Linked DNA regions of Pan paniscus: region 2 is linked to region 1. A link is a contact called in public Hi-C data. All regions are on one chromosome and are shown on one strand. Each heading gives the region's core, a stretch centred on a gene start, on an enhancer-like site or on the middle of the called end of the contact. The rest is flanking DNA. Distances are from core to core; before and after follow the strand shown. Region 1 overlaps BCL2L1 (BCL2 like 1). Region 2 holds the start of BCL2L1 (BCL2 like 1).

Region 1 (4,718 bases), core at 81-2,580:
TGAGCTAAAGCACTCTATGCACACTAGGCCATATTTCCCAATTACATGTACAATCATCATATTCACTTGAGAGATTATTTTTTGTCCTGTCTCCCCCACTTGACTGTGTGTGGCTCTGTCACCTGTATCTCTAGAACCTGCTATACTTGGAACACAGCAGATGCCATTCTAAATAAATCTATTTTAGAAGAACAAATGAATGCTTTCATTTGATCCTCATAACATTTATCAATAGCCCCATTTTACATATGTGAAAATGGAGGCTCCAGAATTTACCCAAGATCCCTATCTAGGAAGTGGCAAGAGTAGGATCTGTCTGAGTTCTGGCCTCACACCATTCTTTTTCTTTTAATCTATCCAAGATAGTACTTCATTCACACTCGTTCTGATGTCCAATCTTGCCATCTTAGACCCTGCTATCTCTACCCACAGAAAACCTGACTTCCTTAGTGACTTCAGCAGCAGCGCACACTTCCTGAGCACATACCCTGTAAGGTACTCTTCTTGGTTTTTTTGTAGATTAGTTCATTAGTTGTCTCTACACTCTGTCAGTGGGTACTACCATTAACCCATATAGCTGATGGATATGTGGCCCACAGATGATTTGTGAATTGCTCAAGGCCAATGTAGTGAGCTGGTGACCTAACTGGGATGCCTACACCAGCAATCTGGTTCAGTGCCTTTACTCCTAACGTTGATGCAGCACTCTGCTCAGTTTCTAAAGGACAATCATGGGCCAGGTCCATGTACTTCTGTGACTGAGGAAGGCCTTCATTCTAAGTCCAGGTAACCTGAGGCTCAGAGATACTGAGACCTAGCTAAAGTGGATAAGTGGCAGCTAGCTATGATGGCTCACACCTGTAATCCCAGCATCTTTGAGAGTTCAAGGTGGGCAGACTGTTTGAGCTCAGGAGTTCGAGACCAGCCTGGGCAATATGGTGAGACCCCCATCTCTATAAGAAAAATCTTAGAAATTTAGCTGAGTGTGTTGGCATGCACCTATAGTCCCAGCTACTCAGGAGACTGAAGTGGGAGAATTGCTTGAGGCTGGGAGGTTGAAACTGCAGTGAGCTGTGACAGCACCACTGCACTCCAGCCAGGGCGACAGAATGAGACCCCGTCTCAAAAAAAAAAAAAAAAGGGAAGCCATTTTTAAGCCCCAGTATGTTTGGCAGCAAACCCCATATTCTGAGCTAGGGCCATGGCCCTGGGTCTGTCAAGGAGGGTAAAGTAGCCTGAGGCCATCAGCTGAATGAATAAGCACTGGCTCCTGCCAGCTGAGGGGAACTGGTGCCACAGGAAAAGGATGTGACGAAGACCAGGAGGGAAAGTGAAACCCTTCCGTCCTGGCTTCAGTGAGGAACAAGCATGCCTGTGCCAGACGAACCCTTCCTTCCTCTTGGGTGACTCTGGAGGGCCCAGGCCCATTGCTTCCTTCCTGCTTGGTTATTTCAGGAAAGAGGTAGGTGGAGAAGAGGAAGAGGCTACTAGCAGCCAGGAAAAGTGCCAGGGACACCAGAACTGTACCTTGTTCTGTCCTTCTCACATCCCTGCATTGGCAGGCTGTGAGTCACCTGCAGAGTCACCTTATGCTCCTGGCCTCAGTTTCCCTGAGGGAGAGGCTGATAAATGTGTGCTGAATAGACAAACATGGTCTTGCTAGAAGATCGCTGGGAGATGGTAGGAAGGGGGTAGGGCAAACGGAGAGGCCTTATCACTCTTTTGGCAGGGAGTTGCAGGCGGAGACTCGGAAGAAGTGAGGTTTGTGGTTGGAATCCACTTCCTCTGGTTTTCCCAGGGGAGCTGTTGGCTCCTGAGATGTGAGAAGAACATGGCCTTTCTCCTCTCCCCCACGGAAACATAGGCCTGGAGGTGGGCAACTTGGAGAAGCAGCTCAGTGGAGGCAGGGAAAAGAGAGGGGTGGCAAGACTGTGTTGGGGTCAACACCTCAGTCCAGCTGGCCCAGGTATGGGTGGGTGCCACAGCAAGCCTTTTGGCTTCTGAGCCTCAGTTTCTCCTGCCTTGACCTCCCTAGCAGTAGTGGTGAGATCAGGGGGTGTCATAGAGGGCTCAAGCCATCTGGGCTATAGGGAATATTTGGTGGTATCCTCACAACAAACTTCATGTTTATCTTTCTCCAACTCTGACCTGTTCAATTCAGCTGCCAGCCTCTCCTCCTCCACCTCCTCCCCCACCATTAGTTCTAAGAAGCTGTGCCTGACAGATGCACTTGCATTTCTCAGAAAAGGAAGCGGTTGTGCCGGGAGGAGATAACACCTCCGCTGGGGAATCGAGAAAGCTATCAGGCCTAGCAGTGCGAGTGTGAGCTCTCCATCTCTCTGGCTCAGAACCAGGGTGATGGGCTTGGGGGCAAAGAGAGAGAATTCAGAAAAGCATTTACTGGGGGCAGAGATGCCCATCTGGGGGCTCATAACCTCCTTCCCTGGAACTGATGGAGATAAAACAGCTGATGTTTACTAAGTACCAGGCATGGTGCTAAGTGCTTCATGTGTAAGAATTTGCTTAATCCTCACAATAATCCCACCGAGTACATGCTGTTATTACTCTCCAGCTTACAGATGAGGAAACAGAGGCAGAGAGGACAAATCACCCTCCCAAGGTCACAGAGGCCACAAGTGGTAGAGTTGGGATTTGAATACAGGCAGTCTGTCTCCAGAGTCCAAACATTTAACTGTTCCTGGGTGGCTGCTATGTGCTCATATAGGCTCATCCCCTGGGATTCCGATGCCTCCCGTCATCTCAACTCTCTCATTTCAACCCTGGTGACTCCCTATTCTTTCGTAAGTAGATAGCCACAGCCCTCCATTCTTCTCCCAGTGTCCAGGGTGAGAAAGACCAATACTCACCCTTGGAACAGAGTCAGAGACTCCAGGGACCTTACAGCATGCCCATCCAACCTTCCATGTAATACTCAAGCTCACCACGAACACCCCCATTTCACAGACAGGGTTCAGAAGGGTGGAGTGCTGAAGTCCCACAGTGGGTCTGTTTCATTCTGATGGTCCACACCCATGGGAGTTGGTAGTCATCTCGAGGGCATTCTCTCCTTATGCACTTATGGAGAGCTCCCTCCTTCCTGGGTAGGGCATTTCATCTTCGGACAGCCCCGTTGGAAAACTCTTCCCTGTCAGGGAGCTGATGCTCGTCTCCCTCTGTCTCCCTTGACTGGCTGGTCTTAGTTCTGCTCTCTCTCCGCTGCTGCTCTCCTGCTCTCCTCCAAGTATCAGTTGCCTCATTTGTGAAATGGAAGTGCTATCTGGATAAAGGCAATTAATTTCTACTTCTCTACCAAGTTGGGCTGCCAGAGCACAGAGCAGGCAGAGAACCAATAAGTCTTGCAAACTAGATTAAGATATTTTGCTTTTGACCTCATCTGTACAATGCGGATTTAAAAAATCCTTATTTAATTTTTTTTTTTTTTTTTTTTTGAGACAGAGTCTCACTCTGTCACCCAGGCTGGAGTGCAGTGGCACAATCTTGGCTCACTGCAACCTCTGCCTCCCACGTTCAAGTGATTCTTCTGCCTCAGCCTCCCAAGTAATTGGGACTACAGGCATGCACCACCATGCCTGGCTAATTTTTTTGTATTTTTAGTAGAGACTGGATTTCACCATGTTGGTCAGGCTGGTCTCAAACTCCTGACCTCAAATGATCCACCCACCTCGGCCCCCCAAAGTGCTGAGATTACAGGCGTGAGCCACTGCACCTGGCCCAAAATGTCCTTATTTCAAAAGAATACCATGAGGATTCAAATTAATACATGTAAAGGTCTTAGAACTGTGCATGGCACATAGTTAACTTTGAGTAAATGTCTGGTTTATTGTTCTTACTAGTAGACCATGGCTCAGCTTGTGTCTCGGAGCCTTCTCTATGGCCTACAAGGGCCTGCAGGGTTTTCTCAGCTTCACCTAGGGCCAGGCTGCTTCATTCCTCACATGCCATGTTCTGTTCAGACTCAGGACCTTTGCCCACACTGGTGCTTCTACCAAGCTCTGTCCCACTTATCTCTGAGGTCTTAATCCACAGGTCACTTTCTCAAGGAGCCTAGCTGCTCACTTCTTCCCCCATCTGACCATGGGCTCTGTCCCCTAGGCCTTGCCCAGTGCTGGGTCCAGAGAAGGTGCTGAAGAGTCTGGCTGAGTGTTGGACAGAGAGGAGGGAAGAGAAGAAAGGCCAGTTCCCACTCTCTTCATCCCTTTCCTCACTGCCTGGCAAAACTAGAAAGAGGCCCCAATATAGCAGGTGATTATGCAAGGTGTCCAGTATTCTCCAGACACTTTCTCTCAGGATAAGGAAAGGGGACAGGAAGCTTATGGGAAAGTTCTAGAAAAGGCATCTTTTGCACTGTGCTGAGGCAACAGGCAGGAATGGGGTAGCAATCTCCAAAAACTAGGACTTCTTTCTGAGGTCTTTGACCCCAAGTGCTCCATAGTCCAAAGCAGCTTCTCCTTCCTCCTCTCCGCCCAAAGCTATGGCGACTCCCTTGTCTGGTGCAGATCAGTGCTGGATGCTGTGGGGAAGAGAGTACTGGGCTGACAGTCAGTGGATGTGGATTTTGTTTCCCAGTTCCATTGCTGATTTGCAGGTGAGTCCTTTCCCCTGCCTGAGACTCTGGGAAAGTATGGGCCTTTCCCCAACTGTCAAATGAAGTGGGAATCATCTCAAAGGGCTCCGTCTAGGGCTACAGCATAAGGAGA
Region 2 (5,026 bases), core at 216-2,715, 49 kb after region 1:
TCTTCTCCGAAATGCCTTCCTCGGAAAGTCACTCCCTGGGCAGTCCCCCCCGCCCCACTCCCGCTCCCCCGCACCACCTACATTCAAATCCGCCTTAGGCAAAGGCAGGCAGGTGCAGCCCCCGGAAGATCTTTTGTATCACAGGTCGAGAGAGGAGGTGGCTGCGGGGATGCCGGTAACTCAGCCGGCCTCGCGGCGGCTGGCAAAAAAACCAGCTCCGGCCGGAGGGATCATGCGACCCGGCAGGCTGGGAGCCCAGAAGGCGACACAGGAATTGCGAAGCTCAGGAACCAGCCCCCTCGCTTGCTTCCTCCTCCATCGCCCGGATCGAGGGCGGCCGCTCCGCAGCCGCGGCCTCCTGCCACCCGGGAGCCCAGCCCCCTCTCTCTTGCACGCCCCTTGGCTCTCCGCCTCCTACTGGGAGCCAGGAGTACTCTCCCGGAGGTGGCTGGTATGGATTTAGTTGGTTTTTGTTTTTCTTTTTTCTATTTAAGCACCAGCCCAGGGTGAGGTGGAGGCGTCCGAAACTCTAAAGGGACTTCTCAATGGGGTTCAAGGTTTCAGTGAGGGACGCAGGGAGGGGGAAACTGCCTCAGATCTGCAATCTGACTTTGGGAAGGCCACCCCCAGGCCTGTCTGGGAGGTTGAAGGCCGGAGACCCCCAACAAATGCCGCTGGTTTGCTCTGAATTCCCCAAAGGCCCAGAACGTGGCAGTTGGGGATTGCCGGGTCCTCCATTCCCCGCCCGGACACAATGGCCGCCGGCGCCCTGCACAAAGACTGGGTGAGGGTGAGGCGCTGGGCCTCTCCTCAGGTCAGGAAGAGGGGTCGAGGCCTGCTCGACGGCCCCACAGCTGAGACCACGTTTTCCTGGGGACAGGCCCAAAGTGGCTTTCTGGCGCCCCCGGGAGGGCTCCGGGGCCGGGGGCTGCACCTCTCCGGAGCCCAGGGTGGGCCGGCTGCGGCCTAGCGGCTTCTCGCGCTCACTAGGCCGGGTACCCGCCGAGCCACCGCCCCGTTGCTAGGCAACCGCCCTCCCCCGGGGGCGCCCCCTAGACCTTTCTGAGAGGAGGGGCCTCGCCCCCGGCGGTCCGCCCCAGCGCAGCCAATCAGCGAGCCCAGCCGGCACGGAAGCGGGACGGCGAAGGCTCCTATTGGGCGCAACGGCTGTCACGCACAGGGGAGGCGGCGCTCTCACCTGCGAGCCCCGCGAGCCGTGGGGGGCCACATCCCCCTTCATCGGCCCGGTAGCTTCCAGACGCAAGAGCTCTTCGCGGCCGAGTTCCGCGCCGCGGACCCGGGCCGGCCTACCTGGCTGCCGGCCTACCTGGCTGACTGCTCGCGCCGTCTCTCCCGAACAAGCCGGCCTCAGTTTCCCCTGAAGAGACAGGGGAACTTGCAAGCTCAGTCACTTCCGGTGCCGCGGCAACGCGCGCGAGCCCGAGACGCAAAGGGAGTGCGCGCCTTGAGTGACTGGCATCAGGACCGGGGAGAGATCGCCCCCTCGCGGTAGATCTGGGGAATCGGGAGGCGCAAAAAATCAACATTTATAATCACATTTCCATTTATTCATTCATTCAGTCAGTCAGTCAGTCACTCATCAGTCAATCAGCCTATTTCATCCGTCCGTCAGTTTATATATAGAAGAAGCATCGCCTTGTGGTTAAGCACTTTGTCTGGATTCTAACTCTGCTAGTTAGGCACGTTTCTCAACTGCTTTGTGCTTCAATGTCCTCAATTGTAAAATGGGTAATAGTACCAACCTCTCTCGTTGAGCTATTGTGATGATTAAGAGAGTTATTAATTGTAAACTCCATAGTACAGGCCGGGCGCGGTGGCTCACGCCCGTAATCCTAGCACTTTGGGAGGCCGAGGCGGGCGGATCACCTGAGGTTAGGAGTTCAAGACCAGCGTGGCCAATGTGGTGAAACCCCGTCTCTACTAAAAATACAAAAAATTAGCTGGGCGTGGTGGCGCATGCTTGTAATCCCAGCTACTCGGGAGGCTGAGGCAGGAGACTCGCTTACAGGAGAATCATTTACAGGCGTGAGCCACCACGCCCGGCCAATTTCCTTACACCCTGAGCCACACAGTGTGTTATCAAATGTTTTATCCTTGCCAATTAGATGGGTAAAAACCGAAGGCACTTTCATATTTCTTTATTATGAATGAAGTTGAGCAATTTGTCATATTTTTTAGTCTTTCTTTGGAGGGTGGTGGATCTTGTATTGGTGAATTTTCTTCATATTGTTTACCCCTTTTTCAGGTGGTCTTTCTGTTGAACTCTTTCCTCATTTTTTTTTTTTTTTTTTGTTATTGTTGTTTGTTCGAGATGGAGTCTTGCTCTGTTGCACAGGCTGGAGTGCAGTGGTGCTATCTTGGCTTACTGTAAACTCTGCCCGCCAGGTTCAAGTGATTGTCCTGCCTCAGCCTCCCTAGTATCTGGGACTACAGGTGCACACCACCACGCCCAGCTAATTTTTGTATTTTTAGTAGAGACAGGGTTTCACCATTTTGGCCAGGCTGGTCTCAAACTGCTGACCTCAGGTGATCCGACTGCCTCAGCCTCCCAAAGTGCTGGGATTACAGACATGAGCCACCGTGCCCGGCCTTTTTTTTTTTTTGAGACAGGGTATGTCACCCAGCCTGCAGTGCAATGGTGTGATCTCAGCTCACAGCAGCCTCGACCTCCCCATCCCAGGTGATCCTCCCACCTCAGCCTCCCCAGTAGTTGTGAATACAGGCTTGCACCTCCACACCCAGCTAATTTTTGTATTTTTTGTAGAGAATGGAGTTTCCCCATGTTGCCCAGGCTGGTCTCAAACTCCTGGGCTCAAGTGATCTGTCTATGTCGGCCTCCCAAAGTCCTGGAATTACAGGCATTAGCCACCACACCTGGCTCTGATTTACATTTTTTTTGTTGTTTTTCGAGATGGAGTCTTGCTCTGTCACCCAAGCTGGAGTGCGGTGGTGCGATCTCGGCTCACTGCAGCCTCCGCCTCCTGGGTTCAAGTGATTCTCCTGCCTCAGCCTCCTGAGTAGCTGGGATTACAGGCGCCCGCCACCACGCCCGGCTAATTTTTGTATTTTTAGTAGAGACGGGGTTTCACCAGTTGGTCAGGCTAGTCTCGAACTCCTGACCTCGTGATCCGCCCACCTTGGCCTCCCAAAGTGCTGGGATTACAGGTGTGAGCCAGCGTGCCCGGTCTGATTTACATTTTTGAACCTATGGTATCACAATTATCTCAATGTGAAAACTATCATTATGGAAGCCTCAGTGTGCTTTGGGAGCCCAGCAGAGGGCAGATAAACTCTGTCCACAGATAGGGGCTTTACTGAACTGGCCCTCAAAAGAACAGAATTTTGCTTGGGTGAGAAAGGATGTAGGAGCATTTTAAGCAGAAGATATTGCTTGAGCGAAGGCCTGGCAGCCCAGCGTGAGAGCCCATGGTGTCCTGGAAATAAATTGGGATGGCTGAGGGGAGTGGTGGAGAGGGGATGGAATATAAATGTGTATCCATGCGAGCAGCACATCAAATAGCACCAGAGGAGCCAGCAAAGATTTTTTTAAACCAGAAAGAACATGAAGAAATTTATATTTTGGAAAGATGGATACAGTATTTTGGAAAAAGAATTTTGCAAGTCTTGAAAATGGCTCTCAAATGATCTTTGACTGGAATGTAATTTAAAGAAAATAAGTTACATTTAAATCTAAAGAAAATAAGTTTTCTTTTTTATACTTCTCTATGTTGTCTACACATAACTTTGTATTTTTTTCTTTTTTCTTTTTCTTTTTCTTTTTTTTTTGAGATGGAGTCTTGCTCTGTTGCCCAGGCTGGAGTGCAGTGGCATGATCTTGGCTCACTGCAACCTCTGCCTCCTGGGTTCAAGCGATTCTCTGGCCTCAGCCTCCCTCTTTTTTTTTTTTTTTTTGATACAGAGTCTTGTTCTATCGCCAAGGCCGGAGTGCAGTGGCACAACCTCGGCTTACTGCAACGTGTGCCTCCCGGCTTCAAGTGATTCTCCTGCCTCACCATGTTGGTCAGGCTGGTCTCGAACTCCTGACTTTGTGATCCGCCGGCCTCGGCCTCTCAAAGTGCTGGGATTACAGGCGTGAGCCATTGCGTCCGGCTATTATTTTTAATTATATAACACTATCTAAAAACATGCTAACTTTGGCCGGGCACAGTGGCTCACGTCTGTAGTACCAACACTTTGGGAGGCCAAGGCGGGTGGATCACAAGGTCAGGGGTTCAAGACCAGCCTGGCCAACATGGTGAAAGTCCGTCTCTACTACAAATACAAAAATTAGCTAGGTATGGTGGCAGGTGCCTGTAATCCCAGCTACTCAGGAGGCTGAGGCAGGAGAATCACTTGAACCCAGGAGACAGAGTTTGCAATGAGCTGAGAGCATGCCACCACACTCCAGCCTGGGCAACAGAGTGAGACTCTGCCTCAAAAAAAAAAGAAGAATCCCAGAAACAGACCAGCCATGGTGGCTCACACCTGTAATCCCACCACTTTGGGAGTCCAAGGCGGAAAGATGCTTGAGCCCAGGAGTTCAATACCAGCCTAGGCAATATAGTGAGACCCCCTCTCTACAAAATAAAACAAAAACAAAAACAGAAAAAGAACAATTAGCCAGGCCTGGTGGCATACACCTGTTGTCCCTAGCAACTGAGTAGATTGAGGCAAAAGAATCGCTTAAGCCTGGGAGGTCAAGGCTACAGTGAGCTGTGATCATACCACTGTACTCCAGCCTGGGTGACAGAGTAAGACACCCTCTCAAAAAAAAAAAAAAAGGGAATCTCAGAAACATATTGAATGGAAAAAATGGCAAAAGAATAATGTAGGAAGATTCTACTTATACACAGTTTAGAAATAGGCAATATACAATTTAGAGTTTGTAGCATCTAGCTTCCTCCAAGATGGCACCTAAATATCCCTGCCTCTTCGTATTCATGCCTTTGTGTGTTTCCCTCCCACACTGAACCACAGTTGTTCTGTGTGACTAATGACAAATTGC

The links. Hi-C and Micro-C count contacts between places; a contact is called where the count stands out from the background.
Region 2: a Hi-C map of fibroblasts shows a contact between it and region 1, with 6 times the contacts expected there. The contact joins the promoter of BCL2L1 here to the enhancer-like site in region 1. A contact is called at or near these places in 2 of 3 Hi-C or Micro-C datasets (fibroblasts and induced pluripotent stem cells).

Annotation. Positions count from the first base shown.
Region 1 is chr21:37,368,286-37,373,003 of NHGRI_mPanPan1-v2.0_pri, forward strand. The region is part of intron 2 of BCL2L1 (BCL2 like 1); the gene reads right to left. Among named protein-coding and RNA genes, the nearest start is that of BCL2L1, 48 kb to the right of the region's middle. Within about 2 kb of position 1,331, at least 1 of the 2 cell types and tissues checked has open chromatin away from gene starts, as enhancers often do.
Region 2 is chr21:37,417,598-37,422,623 of NHGRI_mPanPan1-v2.0_pri, forward strand. BCL2L1 (BCL2 like 1) reads right to left here and starts at 1,466. Exons shown (of 3, transcript XM_008967524.3): 1 at 1,199-1,466.